Linked DNA regions of Sus scrofa: region 1 is linked to region 2. Evidence: chromatin contacts called from public Hi-C data. All regions are on one chromosome and are shown on one strand. Each heading gives the region's core, a stretch centred on a gene start, on an enhancer-like site or on the middle of the called end of the contact. The rest is flanking DNA. Distances are from core to core; before and after follow the strand shown. Region 1 has its middle 250 kb from the start of FAM43A. Region 2 has its middle 49 kb from the start of FAM43A.

Evidence for each region. A called contact is a pair of places that touch in the nucleus more often than the background predicts.
Region 1: a Hi-C map of heart right ventricle shows a contact between it and region 2, with 3 times the contacts expected there. The contact joins two enhancer-like sites. A contact is called at or near these places in 1 of 47 Hi-C or Micro-C datasets (heart right ventricle) and 2 of 2 datasets of contacts at active chromatin or transcription factors (alveolar macrophages and skeletal muscle).

The regions. Positions count from the first base shown.
Region 1 is chr13:131,909,190-131,914,048 of Sscrofa11.1, reverse strand. No RefSeq gene overlaps it. Among named protein-coding and RNA genes, the nearest start is that of FAM43A, 250 kb to the right of the region's middle. Within about 2 kb of position 3,223, at least 16 of the 83 cell types and tissues checked have an H3K27ac peak or open chromatin away from gene starts, as enhancers often do. A contact at or near this core is called in skeletal muscle, where this site is marked.
Region 2 is chr13:131,709,132-131,713,949 of Sscrofa11.1, reverse strand. No RefSeq gene overlaps it. Among named protein-coding and RNA genes, the nearest start is that of FAM43A, 49 kb to the right of the region's middle. Within about 2 kb of position 2,514, at least 10 of the 83 cell types and tissues checked have an H3K27ac peak or open chromatin away from gene starts, as enhancers often do. A contact at or near this core is called in skeletal muscle, where this site is marked.

The DNA of each region.
Region 1 (4,859 bases), core at 1,974-4,473, 200 kb before region 2:
GACCTATTTTTAGAATCTTATCTTATGAGATTTCTTCCAAAATTTATTTTCCAAGAGATTGTATGGTATTCCTTAAAATGCTTATTACTTTTCTGATAAAAAGTAAGCCTGATTTGGTTGACAGATTTAACAGTAAGTACTGGATGACAAGTTGTATGAGAACTATTTTTCATAGGTTGGTGAATGAAATCTGCAGTATCTAGGTATTGTGAAAAGCGCCACCTCTGGCTTCTAGTTCCTCACCTCTGAGATGAATTGGGCGTGAGGAGGCCAAGATCTATGAGCTACAGATCTATGAGTTTTCCTCCACAGTGCCGACCTGTTGGGTTTCTGCGATGATCAGATTTGAAATTGAGACCCAGGCAAAGGTGAGTCAAGCCATGAAGAGGATTCATAGCAGAGAAGGAATGACAGTTTCTGCTTCTTGAGCCCCTGAAGACCTACTCTTTTCTACTGACTCTGATGTTTTCTTTTTCTTCTCTCCTTTTTTAAAAACTTTCCTTAGAAGCAACATAGCAGACCTCTCACATCTTATTGATAAGAGTTAGGTCCCCTGCTTCTCCATCATTTATTTGTTTGGGGGTGGACATGTGATCTACTTCTGGCTAATCCCTGTGTCACACAGAAGTTCCTAGGCTAGGGGCTGAACTGGAGCTGCAGCTGCCAACCTAGACCACAGCCATGGCACCACCAGATCTGAGCTGCCTCTGTGACCTACACCGCAGCTTGCCGCAACGCTGGATGCTTAACCCACTGAGTGAGGCCAGGGATGGAACCCACATCCTCATGGACACTATGCTGGGTTTTTAACCTGTTGAGCCATAACGGGAACTCCCTGAATCTTATGTTTAATCAGCAGGGTGATTGCAGATGCAAGGCTGACTTGGCAAACCCAGGAGCTGCCGTTTCTGCGATACCGGCTCGTAGGGCTCTCAAATGACTTCCCGGCCCAGCAAGTCCCAGACTCAGCACTCCTGGCAACTCTGTACCCCGCAGTGGGCACTGTACCCCCTGTTGCCTGGGGGTGGGAGTGGGGCACTGACTGAGGGGCCTGCCAGGTCATAGCAGTGCCTAAGGATGAGGGAGGGAGTTGGAGACAGTGACTGGAGGAAGCAGGCAGGGCAGGAGGTATGCCTTTTCCTGCTGTGTGTCACTTGGGGAAGCAAAACCCCAGAGAAGCTAAATGACTCATCCCCATCATGCAGCTGGTTTTGGGCCAGACCTAGAGTGCTGGCTTTGATTGCTGGCCTGGGATTTTTTCCATCATCCCACTGCCTGCCGGGTATGGACCGGGTTGGTAAATCAGTGCCATTTAACTGTGTTTCTGTTTTGAGTTTCTTGAGCAGAGAAGAAATTAGCAAATCAGCGCAAAGAAGCTCCTGCTCTTGGAAACCCCATACAAATGATCACAGCTGGAGAGGATGGCCCTGCAAGCCTGACCCCAGGGCCCTCAGCTGCCCTGTCCCTCCTCCAAGGACCTTGCAGGATACCCTGTCAGATTGACATTGAGGGGTGGCGGCTGCAAGGCCCTTGAATTCTGTGAGGTTTCTGTTCCATCAGACTCCTGACATTCTGAGAGGAGACCTGGGCTCTGTTTCTGACCTGGAGGGTCACCAGCTGCATGATCCAGAGAGGAGCCTCGTTTCCTTATCAGGGGCCGGGAGTGGGGGTGGGTGGACTCAGAGGTCTCTAAGGCCCCTGTGACCCTGGTCCTGTAGGAAGGGGAAAGGTCTTCTGGAATAGAATTGTTTTTATCTCAGCAAGCGCTGAAGTCCGACATTTCCAAATGAAGCCTGATGAGAGAAAGAAGGAATACTAATACAATCCTATGATTACATAACATGTATTATCTATATATTTTCCCACATACACAGGAGGGAGAAAAACCATTATACTCAGGACCCTGGGGGGTGGAAATTGGGCTGTATTCTTGATTCTTCTGCTACTTGGTTTCCTCTTAGATTTTGCTTCTTCAACTTGGTCCCGCTCAGCTACGGTCGATTGAACAACTAGGCACTTTCATAAACAGGAGCTCCATCAGCTCCTTTTATGCTCTGGTTAGTTTTTCTCTCTAGAGCTTCTTTGCGTCTGTCCAGAGGAACCTGTGAGCTGTCTTCCCATGTCTGTGGTGGGGTGGAGACGTTGCAGGGGGGTTGCCGGACCTGGTAGGGAATTTGACTACATGAGGTCCTGACTCACCTTGATGCCAGACAACTCAGTTCTGAGGAGTTTCGCCTCAGCCATATTAGTCAGGGCTCTTGCAGGTAAACGTGACAGAAACCCAGCTCACACTCGCTTACACACAAAGGAAAACCGTGGGCTCAGGAAACTGGGCAAGATGAGTGGAGTGGACAAGGGGCACCTCTGGATTGAGGACTCAGCGATGTGGTCAGGTCTCTCACCAACACTCAATCACTTTTCTCTCTTTGTGAGTTGTCTTCATTTTTTTTTTTTTTCTACCACAAATAGAAATATTTGGCATGGGGTGGAGGGTGGGGGAAAGAGGAGAGGCAAGGCTGCAGACAAGCCAATTGAATCTACTTCAGTTAGTGGCCCTAGAGGAGAGAGACCTTGCTGTCTACAAGTCCCAGGGGAAGGTTCTCATCAGCTGTCTTAGGCCACATGCCCATATCTGGGACCAACACCATATCCAGGCCAGGTTAGGGCAACAGGGTACTGCCATTGGCAGTCAAATAGAATTCTATAGAAACAGGTCAGGTGGGAAGAGCGGTTAGTAAATGAGGGGGCAATGTTATCAGATGGGGGGGATCAGATACTGTGAGAGATCAAAGCAATAGGAAGCCATTAAAGATATGGTAACAGTCAGTGTCCAGTAACCAGAATAGAGAAAATGTAATAGAAAGAACCAGTTATTAACTAGATAACCCAAGGGTAAAAGGAGACCTCTAAGGTGGGACAGAGGTACAAACTTTAGGAAGCAGCCACTTTCCCCTGGCTGAGGGAGCAAAGGGAACATTTAGAAGCACAGGGAGGAGCCCTGCAGAGCTGGAACTCAGTCTTGGGAGGAGGGAGGGGCCTGTGCCTGGGCCCAGACTCCCAGCAGGGGCGCCAGCTGGCTGTGGACAGTGTCCTTGGGGGGCAGGGTGGGGTGAAACAGGTTCTACAGGAGCTGGAAAAGCTGCAAACTGGAGTCAGCTGCTGCTCCAGTTTGGCCCGGTCTTGGGCCAAGGGAAAAATTGTGCTGGGATGGTGCTCACAGAGACAGGAAGCCCACAGGAAGCAGACGGGGAACAAACAGGAAAGAGCGAGCAGGCTCTCCCGCCTCCAGCCTGTAGACTCCCTCTTGCGCCCCCTATCAGCAGAGCTAACAGCGCCAGCCTGCAAAGCCAAGGGTGAGTATGGAATCCCAGCTCCAGCCCAGCACAGACACAGTGACTTGGTAATTGACCCTGATGTCTTACTGCAGGGGTTCTGGTTGGTGTGGCCTTCAGAGCAGCAGTCTGTCTCCCTCAGGAGGCTGTGGACTTCTGGAGGTCAGGGGCATGACTGATCTATCTGTGTCCTTCTCAGGGTCTGGTACCCTGCCTGGGGGGATCCTGCCCTACTGTGTTCATAATGCTGAAATGTACCGCAGGAGGTCAAGGGGCCAGTGGGTCCTGGGGCAGCTCCAGCCCTGCCTGTCCAGCCTTTACAGTTCCTGTCTGTCTTCCCTCGGACTGTGATTCTAGGCTCTCCCTGGAGTCCTGTGAAGCAGGGATGGGGCATTGAACACTGACTGTGAACACCCCGGGGCAGGCTCTGTGCAGCCTGGTTGGTATGCCCACAACCCTCTTCTCATCCTCACTCACTTTCTGATGAGGTCCCAGCTCCACTTCTAACAAGGTTTGTGGCTTTGGGCAAGTTATTGGACCATCCTGAGCCCCAGTTTCCCCAGAAAGCCCCCTTCAGTCCTTTAATCTCTTCACTAAGAGACAAGCTTGGTCCTCTCCATCCCATGTCCAGCTTCCTTCCTCCAATCCCCCTTCCCCATCATCCTGCTTCTTAAAGGACTGACAATTTCACATCGTATTTAGGCTTTGAAAAGCAGTCAAGACTAGCAAGACAGAGATCTGTGTAGCTCAGAGGAAAGTAAACATTCAGGACAACTGGGACTTGCTGAGCAGGGCTGTGGGACAGCTGCAGGATGAAGCAAGCCCCTGTGGTGTGGCGTGGGGAGCAAAGGAGGAGAGAAGGCAGGAGGGAAAGGGGCTCTGCGTCTACCCTAAGGAAGCAGGAGAATAGGGGGCTCCCAGTGAATTCCAGATCCCTTGAGTGTTTGAGCCCGACCTCTCAGGTGAAGGCCTGAGCCTCCCAGCCTCCAGCTGCTTCCACAGGGGCAACAGTCCCCATGGGGGTAAAGGGCCCATAAAGACTTGGTGTGGCCATGTAGGCAATGGGATTAGGCCAGTGACCGATACAGAGAAAACACGCCAATGACAAAGGGTAGCTCTAGCTGCATTAGAGCCCTGACCACATTCTGGCCTGTGTTAAAGGTTTCTGTGTGTAAGCTTCTCTTTCTCACTAACCTCAAGTTCTTTAAGGTAGAGGCTGTGTCCAATTTTTCTCTGGTGATGTTCTGCCCAAAGAATATGGGGAAGAGGGGTATATCTGGAGACCAAGGTCAAGGCTGGGTGAGGATTAGGAGGGCCTCCTGTGGCAGCGTGGCCCTAGATCACGGCTGTGAGCTGAGGCAGAGGCGTGAGTGGTGGAAGATGGGACATTTCCCAGTGAGGGGCCCTGGCAGGCAGGCAGACAGGATCAAAGCACAGCACCCTCTTTCCCAGCCAGAAGAGAGTTCACCAAAGACCCTGGCACTCCAAGGGGAGGCTAATTGGGTCCTGAGGGCTGACAAGGGTTCC
Region 2 (4,818 bases), core at 1,265-3,764:
GGATGGCGGTGGGCGTGGGGTGCAGCCATGGCATGCTCTGCCTTTGCCTTCTACATGCCTGGATTGCAAGCCATGCTTTCAAAGACTCCCTGGAAAGAATCTACTGGGGAGGAGCCCTTTCTCTCCAGAGAGCTGCAACGCTTTTCCAGGAAACTCATCACAAAGAAGAGGCACACACATGTTTGGTGAATGGCTAAGTAACAAAATTACTTCCACAAGCCCTTGTATACAGTTAAGCCCTAGGCCCTCCTCCCATGTTCAAGACATCTCTCTGGGGTCTCTTTTCCTTCCTCCTGCATGCCCATCTTACTTCTCCCCTTTAAAACTACCTCCATCCCTCTAGCATTGCCACAAGCTGCAGTATAGATTGAGGATGTGGCTCAGATCAGGCGTGGCTGTGGCGTAGAGCAGCAGCTGCAGCTCCTATTTGACCCCTAGCTTGGGAACTTCTATATGCCACAGGTGCAGCCCTAAAAAAGGAAAAAAGAAAGAAAAAACTACCTCCATCCCCTTATCCTCTGGGCCTCCTCTAAAATCAAGCCTGACCGTAAAAGCCCCTTTATTCCTGATATTGACACCAGGCACTCAATCAGAACCCACCAAGGTCCTACAGATATAAAGATGCTGGATTGGAAATGTAGTGAAATCTCCTTTCCCGGCTTCAGCATGTGTGCAGTCAATAAACAAACATTTTAAAACACGGGTTATATGTTCGGGGCTGGTTTTAGCCCTGAGGATTGACAAAGATTCCCTTCTTGACTTCTTTGCTTGTCTCCGCATTGTCCAATTTTGGCAAGAATCCTACTGGGTCAGTTTAGCCAGAATCCCTCCTCTTCCATATCTTATCATTCCTGACGTCTAGTCAGGGTCCTCACTGTGATATTGTGATTTACAACAGGAAATATGCATTTGCTCTTGCTCCCCATTTCTGACACAGGGCACCCCAAATCCTTGAAATGTCCTAAGTGATAAGAGGTGTCTGAATGCTCATAACAAACCGCTTTCAACTGCATTTGAGTTGATGTTAATGAGGTGACTTTTGGAGTCACCTAAGGATGGAGGCTGATTGCCAGGGGAACCGACTCTGGGATTGAAGGCATTGGAGCATCCAGGGGAGGGAAGAGGGGCTAGAGGTTGAATCAATCACCAATAGCCAAAGATTTAATCAATCTTGCCTCTGTAGTGAAGCCTCCATAAAGACCCAAAAGGACAGGATTCCAAGAGCTTCTAAAGCACGTGGAGGTGCTGGGAGGGTGGTGCCTGGAGAGGGCATGGAAGCTCTGCTATCTTTCCCTGGGCCTTGTCCTGTGCTTCTCTTCCACCTGGCTGTCACTGAGACACACCCTTTTACAGTAAACCAGAATGTACTAAATAAGATCTTTCTCTGAGTTCTGGGAGCTACTCTAGCAAAGGAAGGGAGTGGGAACCTCTGATTGATTGCCAGTCAGTCGGAAGCACGGGTGATGCCCTGGACTTGTGTTTGGCACCTGAGTCAAGGCAGTCTTGTGGGACTGAGCCCTTCGCCTGGGAACCTGATGCCATCTCGAGGTAGATGGTGTCAGAACGGAGTCCAACCGTAGGACACCCAGCTGGTGGGAGAATTGCTTGGTGGTGGGAGTGCCACACACTGGAGCCGGTGATCAGAATTAGACTCACCCTCCACCGCCCCCCCACCCCACCCCTGCTGATATCTGATCACCCTGGTCTCCTTCAGCAAGAATTCCATTGAGGCAGCTCAACCCCCCTTTTGCCCAATGTTTCCTCTTAGTAATTTTCCATCCGTAGATCCCACCCTGCTCCCTGGCTGTAAACCCCCTTGTGCTCTTGCTGTATTTGGAGTTGAACTCAATTTTCCTGCCCCACTGCAATGGGACTTCCACCTACCATGTTGGTCTCTCTGAATAAAGTCTGCTTTCTCGTTCTTGAAAAGAGGTCACTGGATCATTTTTTTTCTTGAACAGGATAAGCTGGTTAGTAAAAGCGAGCAGGGCCTGCCCTCAAGGGGCAGATTGATAATGTACTATTTCCCACCCGAGAAGGCCGCCTCTATCTACTCTCAAAAGATGAGCTGTGAATTTCGGCAAATTGCGTTTCCATTCTCCTGGGGCCTGTGCAGTGCTGGCAGCGGAGGGGAGTGGCTGGCTGGATACCAGCTGCCTAGTGAGGCCCTGCCAGGATGGGTACAGAAGGGCCAGCGTTTCTATTCCCAGAGCCTGGCTCCCAACCAGGATGGCATCTGCTCAGAGCTTGGAGCCCAGTACCCGCTAATTGTCTTGTGGCCCTGCGGCGATTTCAACCTATCAATTGAATCTTTCTTAAAAAGCTACTCTTGTGTGTATTGGTTTTCTGCCCTGAATGGAGCCACTAGAATTTTCCTTCAGGATGGAAGAGCTCAGAGAACCAGATCTGGATGTCTCTCTTGTGCCAGGACCTAAGTGAGAGGGGCTGGTGACACACTGAGGAAAAGCAGGCCCAGTGCCCACCCCCTTCCACTCACCACCCAGCTGCTTTTCTGAATGACGCCAGCCCCTCTGAGCCCTTGGAAAGATGCTTGGCCCCTCACCCCAGTCAGATGTCACTACCTTGCTATGTGGCCACAGCCAAATCCCTTCCCTCTCTAGGCTGATAGTCTCTCTGTGTCTCTAACAAGTGAAATCATAGATGCAAAGGACTTTTTTTTTTTTTTTTTTGTCTTTTTAGGGCTGCATCTGCAGTATATGGAAGTTCCCAGGCTAGGGGTCAAATTGGAGCTAATGCTGCCAACCTACACCACAGCCACAGCAACACAGGATCCAAGCCACATCTGCAACTCACACCACAACTCATGGCAACAATGGATCCTTAACCCACATCCTTATGGATACTAACTAGTCTGTTCATTTCCCCTGTACCACAATGGGAACTCCTGAAGGAACTTTTTAGGTTTTGTAAAAATATAAGGCCCTGTAGGGACTCTTTGTACTTCCCAATTTTGCTATGAACCTAAAACATATCTAAAAAGTACAGTCTATTAAAAAACAAACAAGCAAACAAAAATTTTAGGCCCTGTTGTGAACCCCAGGCAGGGAGTAAAGCCCTAAGTCCTAGTAAAAGCTCTGTACCTTTCTGTGTGGCTTTGGGAAGTATGGAAACCTCTCTGAGCCGTGTTCCCCTGGTCTACCCACTGTGGCTACTATGAAAATCAAATAAACTCACCGGTTTTTAAATACTGCGTTAATTATAAAATCTTGTTCCTCTGTGAGCGCTTCTTGTGAATATTTGTCACTTACTGAAGAGTGGCCAGGGTCAAGGGTGAGAAGACACTGGGCAGGCCAGGCTAGCTGGCGCTGGCTGCTCCCCGAAGCCCCTTTTCCTCCTAGAGCCAAAGAGGCAGGTAAACCCGTGAGATGCTTTGGCAAGTCTAATTGTTCAGACCCTAAAAATGAGGCCGGGGGCCAAGCAGGAAAAGTTCTCCAGACAGAAATGAGAATGAAGGAATGAACTTTGATAAAGCATCTTCTGAGGGCCAAGCAGAGACAACGGAGACTCAGTCCTTGCTTTCCATGAGCCCAGAGTTTGGGGCAGGGCAGGGCGCTGCTGGTGGTCAGAAGAGGGCTAAAGACCTTTCAGGTTCAGAATTTGGGAAATAAGGAAATATCAGAGAGGCTTTAGAAAGAGGTGATACTTGAGTTCCAGGCAGATAGTAAATGCTCAATAACTACTAGTTTCCATATTGTTCAAGAAAGCACATAATAGCAGTTCCCATCGTGGTGCAGCGGAAAAGAATCTGACTAGGAACCATGAGGTTTCAGGTTCAACCCTTGGCCTCACTCAGTGGGTTAAGGATCCGGTGTTGCCCTGAGCTGTGATGTAGGTTGCAGACAAGGCTCAGATCTGGCATTGCTGTGGCTCTGGCTTAGGCGGCAGCTACAGCTCCAATTAGCCTGGGAACCTCCACATGCCGTGGGTGTGGCCCTAAGACAAAAGACGAAGAATAAAAAATTTTAAAAAAAGAAAGCATATAATAAATGCCTTCTAATTGACTGATTAGAAAAATTACGTTAGGAGTTCCCATTGTGGCTCAATGGGTTAAGAACCCCACACAGTAGCCACGAGGATTCGGGTTCCATCCCTGGCCTCACTCAGTGGGTTAATGATCTGGCATTTCTGTGAGCTGTGGTGTAGGTCCCAGAAGTAGCTGAGATCCACAGTTGCTGGGCTGTGGTGCAGGCTGGCTGCTGCAGCTCCAATTCAACCCCTAGCCTGGGAACTTCCATATGCTGCAGGTGTGGCCCTTAAAAAAAAAAAAGAAGAAGAAGAAGAAGAAAGAAAAGAACAATCATGTTAAAATCTGAATGGATAAGCAAACATTTCCATTATAAGCAGGTCAAAGGTGAAAGTATTTCAGGGCTGAGGCGCTGTCCTCCTTAAACATAATGACAATAAGATGAACTGTGACCATTTTCTCAAACCGGTCTTGTCTTTGAGTCCTATTTACTTTGGGTGAAACAACCAATAACTGTGTATCCACCTGGGTTGCCTCCAAGTTTATGATTACAATAAAATCAGTCTCTTTTCAAGTCACTTAGTGGCAGGCCATGCTGTCCATCCCACCCCGCCCATGCTGAAGCATCTTTGTAAAATGCTTTAAGGGATATAGACAAAAGAAGCTTGTCTTCTTGTTATGACGGAGGAGGATCAAGGCTCTGGGGCTGCTCCAAGTGAGAAAGGAAAGAGACCCAACTGCTGTGCATCATGCAGCCATGATTCATGAAATTCCTCGACTCACCTCCCCAGCCAAGTTTCCAATCCGACTTTTTCCTCAGATGTTGAAACATC